2 separate regions of the Gossypium hirsutum genome follow, and region 1 is linked to region 2. A link is a contact called in public Hi-C data. All regions are on one chromosome and are shown on one strand. Each heading gives the region's core, a stretch centred on a gene start, on an enhancer-like site or on the middle of the called end of the contact. The rest is flanking DNA. Distances are from core to core; before and after follow the strand shown. Region 1 holds the start of LOC107952991. Region 2 overlaps LOC107931524 (a long non-coding RNA gene).

Region 1 (4,398 bases), core at 476-2,975, 130 kb after region 2:
TGGCGTGCCTACTCCTATTAAAATCAAATTAATCTCAATTACTTCAATTAATCTTCCCACCATCGGATTTAATTTTATCATAAAATTTTGGTTATAAATAAATTCAGTTTAAAAACAAGTAATTAACTGAAATTAATAATATGGATAAATTTTAAAACTGCACATGAATCAGGGGTAAAGTCAAAAAAAAATTTAGAGGGGTCAAAATTAAATTGTAACTTTTACGATGCTAAAAATGTAATTTCATCATTTTAATAGCTTATATCTTTATAATTTTAAAAGATTAAATCAAAATTTTATCATTTTTTGAGGGCCAAAATGTAATTTTACTTTTACTAATTAAAATTTTTAAAAGACTTAAATGAAAAATTTTTCATTTTAAGGGCGTCAAGGCCCTTGCCAGCCCCCTAACTATGCCCCTGACATGAACTTTGGTTCAATTTATAATGTTATACTTAACATTTTGATTTGATTCAGTTTTTAAAAATAACTGGCATCATTATTGATATAATACTATTTTACATTTACATATATTATATACACAAGTAATCATACTTATCTATAATATAAAAGTAAATTTATGTATTTATTTCTTTAAATGTGTACAGTTGAATTAAAATCAAAAGTTTATACATATATTTGAACTCAAATCAAAGTTTAATATGTATAATTGCACAAAATCAACTTTAATATATTAAGGTTCATTTATAATTTTAATATTTATCCTTTAATAATATATCTATGGGCCAAATAATTAAGTACAAAAAAGACAAAAGCCCAAAACCTTGTATACTATTTTTTCTACTATCATTTTGTTCCTTTCAGATTAAGCCTGTTGCTACCCCGTTACTATTTGCTTTTTTTAAGTCTTCAATTCATTTATCATAAATCAATCTTTTTTCCGTTGTTGATAACTTTAGGATTGATGTTGCAATTAGTTATTGACTTTGCTTGGTAAAAGTATTATAAAATGTATGCCATAGAATTACATTTTAGCTCATTTAGTCAAGAAATGAGTAAATTAACTCTTGTAAGTTAGATGATTGAGTAAAATAACTCTCTATTAAAATTTGATACTTATATATAAGGTATAATAACAAATTTACCTTCAATTTTTACACATTTATTCAATTTGACCCTTAATAAAAAAATAACAATACCTTATATATGTGTAAAGGTTGAGGGTCAAATTGAATAAATATGTAAAAGTTAAATACTAAATTTATTATTATACATTATATATAAACACTAAATATTAACAGATGGATTGTTTTACTCACTTAACTAACATATATGAGTTAATTTATTATTTTTAATAAAAAATTAAAATATAATTCGAGATATAATATAACAATTTTGTGATTTTTTTATCGCTATTAAATTATGTTGTGTTACCATTAGTATTGTAATTGTTATATATATATATAAGCGACATGTATGATTTTAATTTAGTTTTTATCATGAATATTTGTTTTTTTACTATATTTTCAATTTAATATTGTTAGCGTATTTATTATTTTTGTCTTGTGTTAAACTTGTTTGAAGGAATAAATTTTAAAATTAGTGATAGTTTAATTGAGGTATACGGAGGATATATATTTTGATGATCACCTAGCCTGCTTGACGTGGATTACCCTCAAGCGACGTCGTTCGGTTATAGCTAAATACCTATTTTGCCATCGAACAGTCAAGAAATTATCAGATTCACCCTCTGAATTTCAAATTCTAGAACCGCGCTTTATCTCCTCTTTCTTTCTTTCCTTCTTTGGATCCATCATCCTTTGGTCTGTATCTCTCTCGATCTCTCATAGTCAATTAAAAAATTCCATTTTCTTTTTCTTTAATTTTGTTCGCCGTAAATGGAAACTGAAACTCGTTGCTATTGAAGAAGAAGAAGAAGAGAAATGTCGACAATTGAGAAAGTGTTGGTTCAGATCTTCGAGAGGAAGAATCGAATAATCGACCACGTGAAGCAGCAAATCCTTTTCTTCGATCATCAACTCGCCTCCAAGTGTCTCATCGATGGCTTTGTTCCACCTCCTTGGCTCCTCTCCTCTTCTACTTCCAGTAATCTCTTTTTTCTTCAGCTTTATGTTTCTCATTTTTCCTTTTTCTTGAAATTTTACTTAAGTGCATTTTTACTTTATTTCAAAATTATCTAAAATAATATGGTCTCAGTTTCCTAATTAATGCGTACATTTCATTTTTCTCCGTTGGAATCGTCGAATTTCTTCTTCTTTTTCTGGTTCTTTCTGTTTTTTTTTTCTTTTCTTAAATGTAGTCTTATTACGCATAATCGATGTGAAGTGCTCTTTAACAATGGCGTCCTTATTTTTTCTTAATATTCCTTTTTTAAATTTCTATTAGAAGCAAAATTCCACTAAATACTACGTTATCAGTATGTCATGAGTTTACCTTTTAATTACATTAATAGTTTTGTTTGTAATGCTTATTTCTTTTTTTTTACTAGAAAATGTTTGCAGGAATTTTTCAAAGTATTGAACTTCTTTTAAGAGAAAAAAGTTTTTTTTTCCCTACTTTCAAGTACGTAAACTTGAATTAACCATTGAAAATTTGCCTCTTGAAAGATAGAAAAGCCCTTTCCTTTAGAATTCTTGATTGCATTTCAATTTTGTAACTAAATATCGCAAGTGTTCTAAATTGTGTCTATGATCCGTAAACAGCTAATTTATTGGATTTTTAAACAAGGTAGTGTCTACTTTTTAATTACAGAGTTGAATAAGGAAGATCTTATCTCAGGACTCCTACTTCCACATTCACAGGCTTCAATTCCTTACTGTTCTCTGTATCAACAGCCAGTTGTTACAACTGATAACGTTCAGTTACCCCATATTTTATGCTCCCGAATTGATGCTTCAAATGAAGGCTTAGATCAGTGCCTTCCTGGTAAAGTTGATGAGCTGGACCCTAGTGTTACTTCTCCTCCTCAAGATTGTAGAGATGGAATGATGTCAGATGTTTGTCCTGATCATTGTTCATCACTGGCAAGAATCCAGAGATCTAAGTCTAGGCAACGGGCTTTGGAGCATCGAAACAGTGCAAAAGCATGTAAAAACAATGAAAGCTGTGAGAAGAATGGTAATTCTTCCAATAATCAAAACAAAGGGTCCGAATTTGCTTCTTTACAGTCAGATGTTGTGGATAAGTTGGAATTGATTAGATCTAGTGATATTGTTGTGACTCATGAGGTGGAAAAGGTAGAGAGAGGGCAATGCAGGAGCAAGGGAAGGAGTGAAAATGTTTATTCTGGTAGGGTAACTAGATCAAGAGGTTCAGTTCAACCTTCAAAGTCCATGAGTGGGCTTTCAGGTGCAGGAAACACTTCTTCTGTTGCTAAGCAGGATGATGTGGTACTTACAGACTCCATCAGTGAATCAAGACAACAGCTTGGTGTTTTTCAAGAGTTATTGGAATCAAAATTTGTGGGACCTGTTCATGCTGGAAGTTTAGGAGTGAAAACTGAAGGTCAACTCCAGAGCAAGGCAAAGGGTGAAGATATCTACTCTGGTAGACTCACAAGGTCAAGAAGTTCTGTTCAACCTCCAAAATCTGATTATAGTCCGCCAGGTGCAGGCAAGAGTTTTTCTGTTGCAAAGCAGGATGGTGCTGTGCTTACAGAATCCATTAACAAATCAGGATTACAGCATGATGCTGCTGATAAGTTATTGCAATTTGTCAAACCAGTTGATGTTGTAACTTGTATAGTAGAAAAGGAAGAAAGAGGTCAATGCCAGGGCAAGGAAAGAGGCAAAAGCATTCACTCTGTTAGCATCAAAAGAGTTAGACATTCTGCCCAACCTCCCAAGTCTCTTAATGGGTTTTCATGTGCTGGCAAAATTTCTGATGTTGCAAAGTGTGATGGTCAGCACAATGTTGTTGATGAATTACTGGAATCAATAAAGCCTTCTGCTATCTCGGCTCGAAGTTGTGGTTCCAAGGAAGCAAATGATCCCCAAAGTAACGAAAAGAATGTTTGTCAAGGAAGATTGAAAAGATCCAGAAGTCATAGCCAACAGCAAAACTTCGAGAATAAACATTTAAAGTTGGATAGCAATCCTGACAGCAGCACTGATGATGGCATTTGCAAATCAATGCAGGTGGCCTGCCTTACTCATGATCTTAAGGAGTTGATTAAGCCTTGTGATATCACTGATGAAAGTTGTGGAATAAAGGCCACTGCAAGTGACAACCATACAAAGCTGAGTACTGTTGTAGACCAATATAATGATGGTAGTACCAGATCAAGAGCTAACCGTAGTGCAAATATGTTTAAACATGTTGATTCTTCTAATGCTCTGGAGTCTGCAGTTAAACAGTCCACATCAAAAGCTTCCAATAAGCCGCCATACGCAAAGTCATCAGGCAGGTCCAAAGGAA
Region 2 (4,748 bases), core at 1,590-4,089:
TCTTAGAGGTTCTTTGGGAGATAGAGCCGACTAAAGTGTCAGGAGTTGATGGTTTTCATGTTGTTTTCTTTCAAAAGTTCTGGCACATAATTAGGTAGGATGTAGCAAAGTTTTGTTTACAAGTCATTAATAGGGAGACTTCACTTCATGAAGTTAATTCTCCCAAGATTATTCTCATTCCCAAAGTAAGTGATGAGGATATGATGTCTCTATTTCGCCCTATTAGTCTATGTTCAGTCTTATACAAAATAATTTCTAAGACCATTGCTAACAGATTGAAATTGGTTTTGGACCAACAGCGTTTGTGCCGGGTAAACTAATCTCAAATAATGTCCTTATAACATATGAAATTTTACATGCTTTGAAGAAAAAGAGAAAAGGGAAGAAAGGTTTTTTTGCGTTAAAGCTTGACATGAGCAAATCTTACAATAGAGTGGAGTGGGGTTTTTTAGAAGGAATGATGAAGCATATGGGTTTTGCGTCGGAATGGATTAGTTTGATCATGTATTGTATCTCCTACGTGTCTTATACTGTCAATTTCAATGGGTCCTCGAGTGAGAAATTTTTCCCTCAAAGGGGACTACGTCAAGGGGATCATTTAAGCCCCTACCTTTTTTTGATTTGCACGGAGGGCTTCTCAGTTTTATTAGACTCTGCCATTCAGACGGGCAACTTAAAAGGGGTGAAAATTTGTAGGGGGAGCCCTGCTGTCACTCATCTATTTTTTGCTGATGATAGTATTATTTTTGGCGATGCAAACGATACAGGAGGGCGGGTTTTGATGGATATTATGAAACGTTATGAAACTCATCAGGGCAAAAGATAAACCTTGATAAGTCACAGGTTTTCTTCAGCTCAAATGTCTCTGATATTTCTTGTAGTCGTTTGGTGCAGATGTTAGGAGTTCAGCGATCGCTATGTATGGAGAGATATTTGGGTCTCCCTACGATGGTTGGGAGGAAAAAGAAAGATGCGTTTCAGCATATTTGTGATAGGATGAGGATGAAAGTTCAGAGTTGGGAAGCTAAACTTCTTTCCCAAGGTGGAAAAGTAGTTTTTATTAAAGCGGTCCTTCAAGCAATTCCTACATACTCGATGTCGTGTTTCCTGTTTCCTAAGACATTGTATACAAAGCTTGAAAGTATCATGAGTAGGTTTTGGTGGCAAAAAATTTCAACTCGAAATGGAATGCACTGGTGTAACTAGGCTAATCTCAGTATCCCTAAAAATTGTGGTGGTATGGGTTTTAGGGATCTTGGCAAGTTTAATATTGCCCTTTTAGCGAACAAGGTTGAAGGTTAGTTACTAATCTGAATTCTTTATTGGGACATATTTATAAAGCTAAGTACTATCCCCATACCTCGTTTTGGAATGCCACTTTAGGCACCAATCTGTTGTATACTTGGAAGAGTATTTTTGCGGCCAGAAAGGTTTTAGAAAATGGTTTGGGCTGGAAAGTGGGATCAGGTTCCCAAATCTCAGTTTTGCAAGATTATTGGTTACCCCATTGGGCAGGGGGAAAAATTCAGGCTACTTCTGCAAACAACGGGTTTGACAGAGTGTCAGAGCTTATTGATTATTCTACTAAGTCCTGGAAAGTGGATTTAATTAGTTGGTGTTTTACCCCTTTGGAAGCTATTGCAATCTGTTGCATTCTTCTTTCGATTTACAACTATGAAGATAGAATGGTGTGGTTTGCTGATAACTCCGACAGGTATACGATTCATAATGGGTATCGCTGTCTTGTTGGTTCGCGGGTTGAAGACGCTATGAATACTGACTCATCAGGAGTTTACAAAAAAATTTGGGAATTAAATCTTCCCCTAAAGATCATATCATTGTTTGGTGATTTACAAAAGATTATATTCCTACTGCTGTTAATCTATACAATAGACGTATTAGCTCTTCCCCAAGTTGCCCCAACTGTGGTGAAGCCTCGGAGAATTTCATGCATACTCTCCTGGTTTGTGGACCTACGAAAGATGTTTGGCAATCAATGGGGGTTGACTGGTCAAATTTCAATGAGAGTATGGATTTTTGTACCTGGCTTAACTTGGTTTTTCAAGATAGAAGGCATGATTTTCGTGAAATTGCTACAACCACGGCCTGGGCACTCTAGCAAGCCCGAAATAAACGTACAATGGAGGGAAATCGACAATCAGCCCAAGATATTTGCTTTCTTACTTTCAGTGTTATAAAGGAGATGCGTGAGTTGAAAGAGAGAATACCTGCTCCAGTGAACAAAATGAATCTCATTTGGATGCCTCCTCAAGAACCTTTTGTTAAGGTAAATTTCGATGCTGCATTCAAAATAACTCTTCATCGGTCATCTTCTAGTTTTATTATCAAAAATTCTAGGGGTTAGGTGATGGGATGCAGAACCATTTTTAATAAGTTTGTCTCGGATTCGTTCACTGCTGAGGCTATAGTCTGCCTTTAGGCTCTGGATTTCGCTAGGGATATGGGTTTTACTCATGTACAAATGGAGGGTAATTCTAGAACTACGATTGTTAAAATAAACCAAGTTCTTCCAGATTTTTCAGACATGGGGACTTACATCAAAGAAATAAAGATAAAAGTAAGTTCTTTTTAGTGTATTTCCTTTCAGCATGTTGACAGATGAGCGAACACGGTTGTTCATATGTTAGCAAAAGAGAGGATGTTGATTTCGGAAGATAGTTTCTAGGTCGAGGACTTACCAGCAGTGGCAGAAGTTTACTTGGCCAAAGATCTTGCGGGCATGGCTTCTCAGTTTTGAAGGGTGCTCTGTATGGGGTTTTTGGCTGGAGAAATTTTTGGGTTTTTATTGATCTGCTACTGAGATAGAAGTGGGCATTGATTTTTCGTTCCATCTTTCCCACTAAGTTTTGCCGAGAGTTATTTTTTTTCTCTGTAGTGCTTTACAGCTAAGGGTGGTTTATTAGTTTTATCATTTGTTTGGTTTTTTTGTATTTGACTCTTTATTTTTTATTTCCAATAAATCTCTCAGTATTTACGTCAAAAAAAATAAACTAATTTAATAGAAAAGTTAAGAGTCTGCCAAAGTAGCACGTTATTTTCTTTCTTTTTTTCTGCTGTACTCACAGTTTTGTTGGAGATTTTGTCTCCATTTTAGCCAAAAACCTAGGGTTTCTATGAAGAAAAAGTAGTCACAATAGTAAGCCTCCTCCAATTGCATATCATCACTGATTCATTGGAGAGGTTCCCTCTGTCTTTTCTAATAAATTTAGGGATCTGGACAAGGAAAAAACAACGACAATTAATTTTGCAAGGCGCAAAACAGAAAGAATGGAGGATGAATTAGCAAATTTAAATCTTGCTAATGAAGAAAAAGATTCAACATATAGGCAAGAAGAAGATGAAGTTGAAGACGAGTTCAACTTCTGTCTGGTAAGGAGAGTATTAATTGAAAGTGCAGTACACTTTCCGTCTATGAAGTATGTGTTAGCAGAACTATGGCACCCGATTGAAGGAGTTACAATTACAGAAATTAAAGACAAAAGAATCTTATTCCGGTTCTATAATGAGATTGATATAAAAAGGGTAGTTGATGGTTTACATTGGTTTTTAGACACTTAATAATTTTCCACAGTTTAGTTATAAGGGAAGCTCCGATTTAAGTTCCACCTTTATGTACAAACATTTGGGTACAAATCCATAATCTACTTAAGGGATACATTTCAAAAGGTATGGCCAAACAATTGGGGGATTTTATAAGGGTTTTTCTAGAATATGATGTGGTGCTTACAACTAAAGGACCCAAGAAATACATGAGGGTTCGAGTACGTTTGGATGTGCGATCCCCACTAAAAAGGAAGAAACGTATTGTGTATGGCTAGGATAAATCTACATACGCGACGTTTCAGTATAAGAAGCTATCGTTATTTTGTTTTCTTTATGGAGGGCTAACGTATAGAGAAAGCTTTTGCCCAATCTGATTAACGATGGCGACAACAGAGATGGAGTTTGGATGGGATATCACTTTGAGAGCTCCACCCAAAAGGGCAGAACCATTGTTGAGCCAATGGTTGATAGAGGAACCAAAGGAGGTGAGAGTTAAAATGAATGGGGACGATAGAGGAAAAAACAGACAAAATTCTTAATATTTGTATTGATGAAGCACAAGGAACATTTGTACTCGGACGAAAAATAACAGACAAAATTCTAATGGCTTATGAAATTCTACATTCGTATACAAGGAAAAAAAAAAGGTAGGATAGGGGCATTTTCCCTAAAATTAGATATGAGCAAAACCTATGATGAGGTAGAATGGGAATTTGTGGAAAATATGATGAGCTTTCTAGGTTTTTGTAAAGGCTGGATATCGCTGGTTATGAGATGTATAAAAAGTACGTCCTATTTAGTGGTGCTAAATGACGTTCAAGGTACTAATTTTAAGGCCACTAGAGGACTAAGACAAGGAGACCCCCTAAGTCCTTCCTTTTTATTATCTGCACAGAAGGCTTCTCGAAGTTAATATTTCTAAGAAGGATAAAAATATCGAGGGAATAAGATTAGGAAGAGGGAATATATCAATTAATCACTTACTTTTTGCAAATGACAATATCCTTTTTGGTGAGGCATCAGTAAAAAGCGTAACGACAATGAAGACATTAGTGGACAAATATGAGAGCATATCATGTCAATTAGTGAACTTTGATAAATCACTAGTTTTCTTTAGTAGCAACGTGAATAATGGGTATAAGAATCAATTAGGAAATATATTGGGGGTTCAAATTGCAAATAAT

Evidence for each region. Hi-C and Micro-C count contacts between places; a contact is called where the count stands out from the background.
Region 1: a contact with region 2 is called in a Hi-C map of leaf, with 2.1 times the contacts expected there. The contact joins the promoter of LOC107952991 here to the enhancer-like site in region 2. A contact is called at or near these places in 3 of 34 Hi-C or Micro-C datasets (all in leaf).

What each region holds. Positions count from the first base shown.
Region 1 is chrA01:14,076,888-14,081,285 of Gossypium_hirsutum_v2.1, forward strand. It overlaps LOC107952991, which reads left to right and starts at 1,726. Exons shown (of 11, transcript XM_041076651.1): 1 at 1,726-2,067; 2 at 2,734-4,398. The coding sequence starts at 1,905.
Region 2 is chrA01:13,945,677-13,950,424 of Gossypium_hirsutum_v2.1, forward strand. It overlaps LOC107931524 (a long non-coding RNA gene), which reads right to left. Exons shown (of 6, transcript XR_005901180.1): 3 at 2,700-3,234; 4 at 2,229-2,300; 5 at 2,044-2,115; 6 at 1,792-1,973. Among protein-coding and RNA genes, the nearest start is that of LOC107931524, 4.4 kb to the right of the region's middle. Within about 2 kb of position 2,840, at least 7 of the 9 cell types and tissues checked have an H3K27ac peak or open chromatin away from gene starts, as enhancers often do. A contact at or near this core is called in leaf, where this site is marked.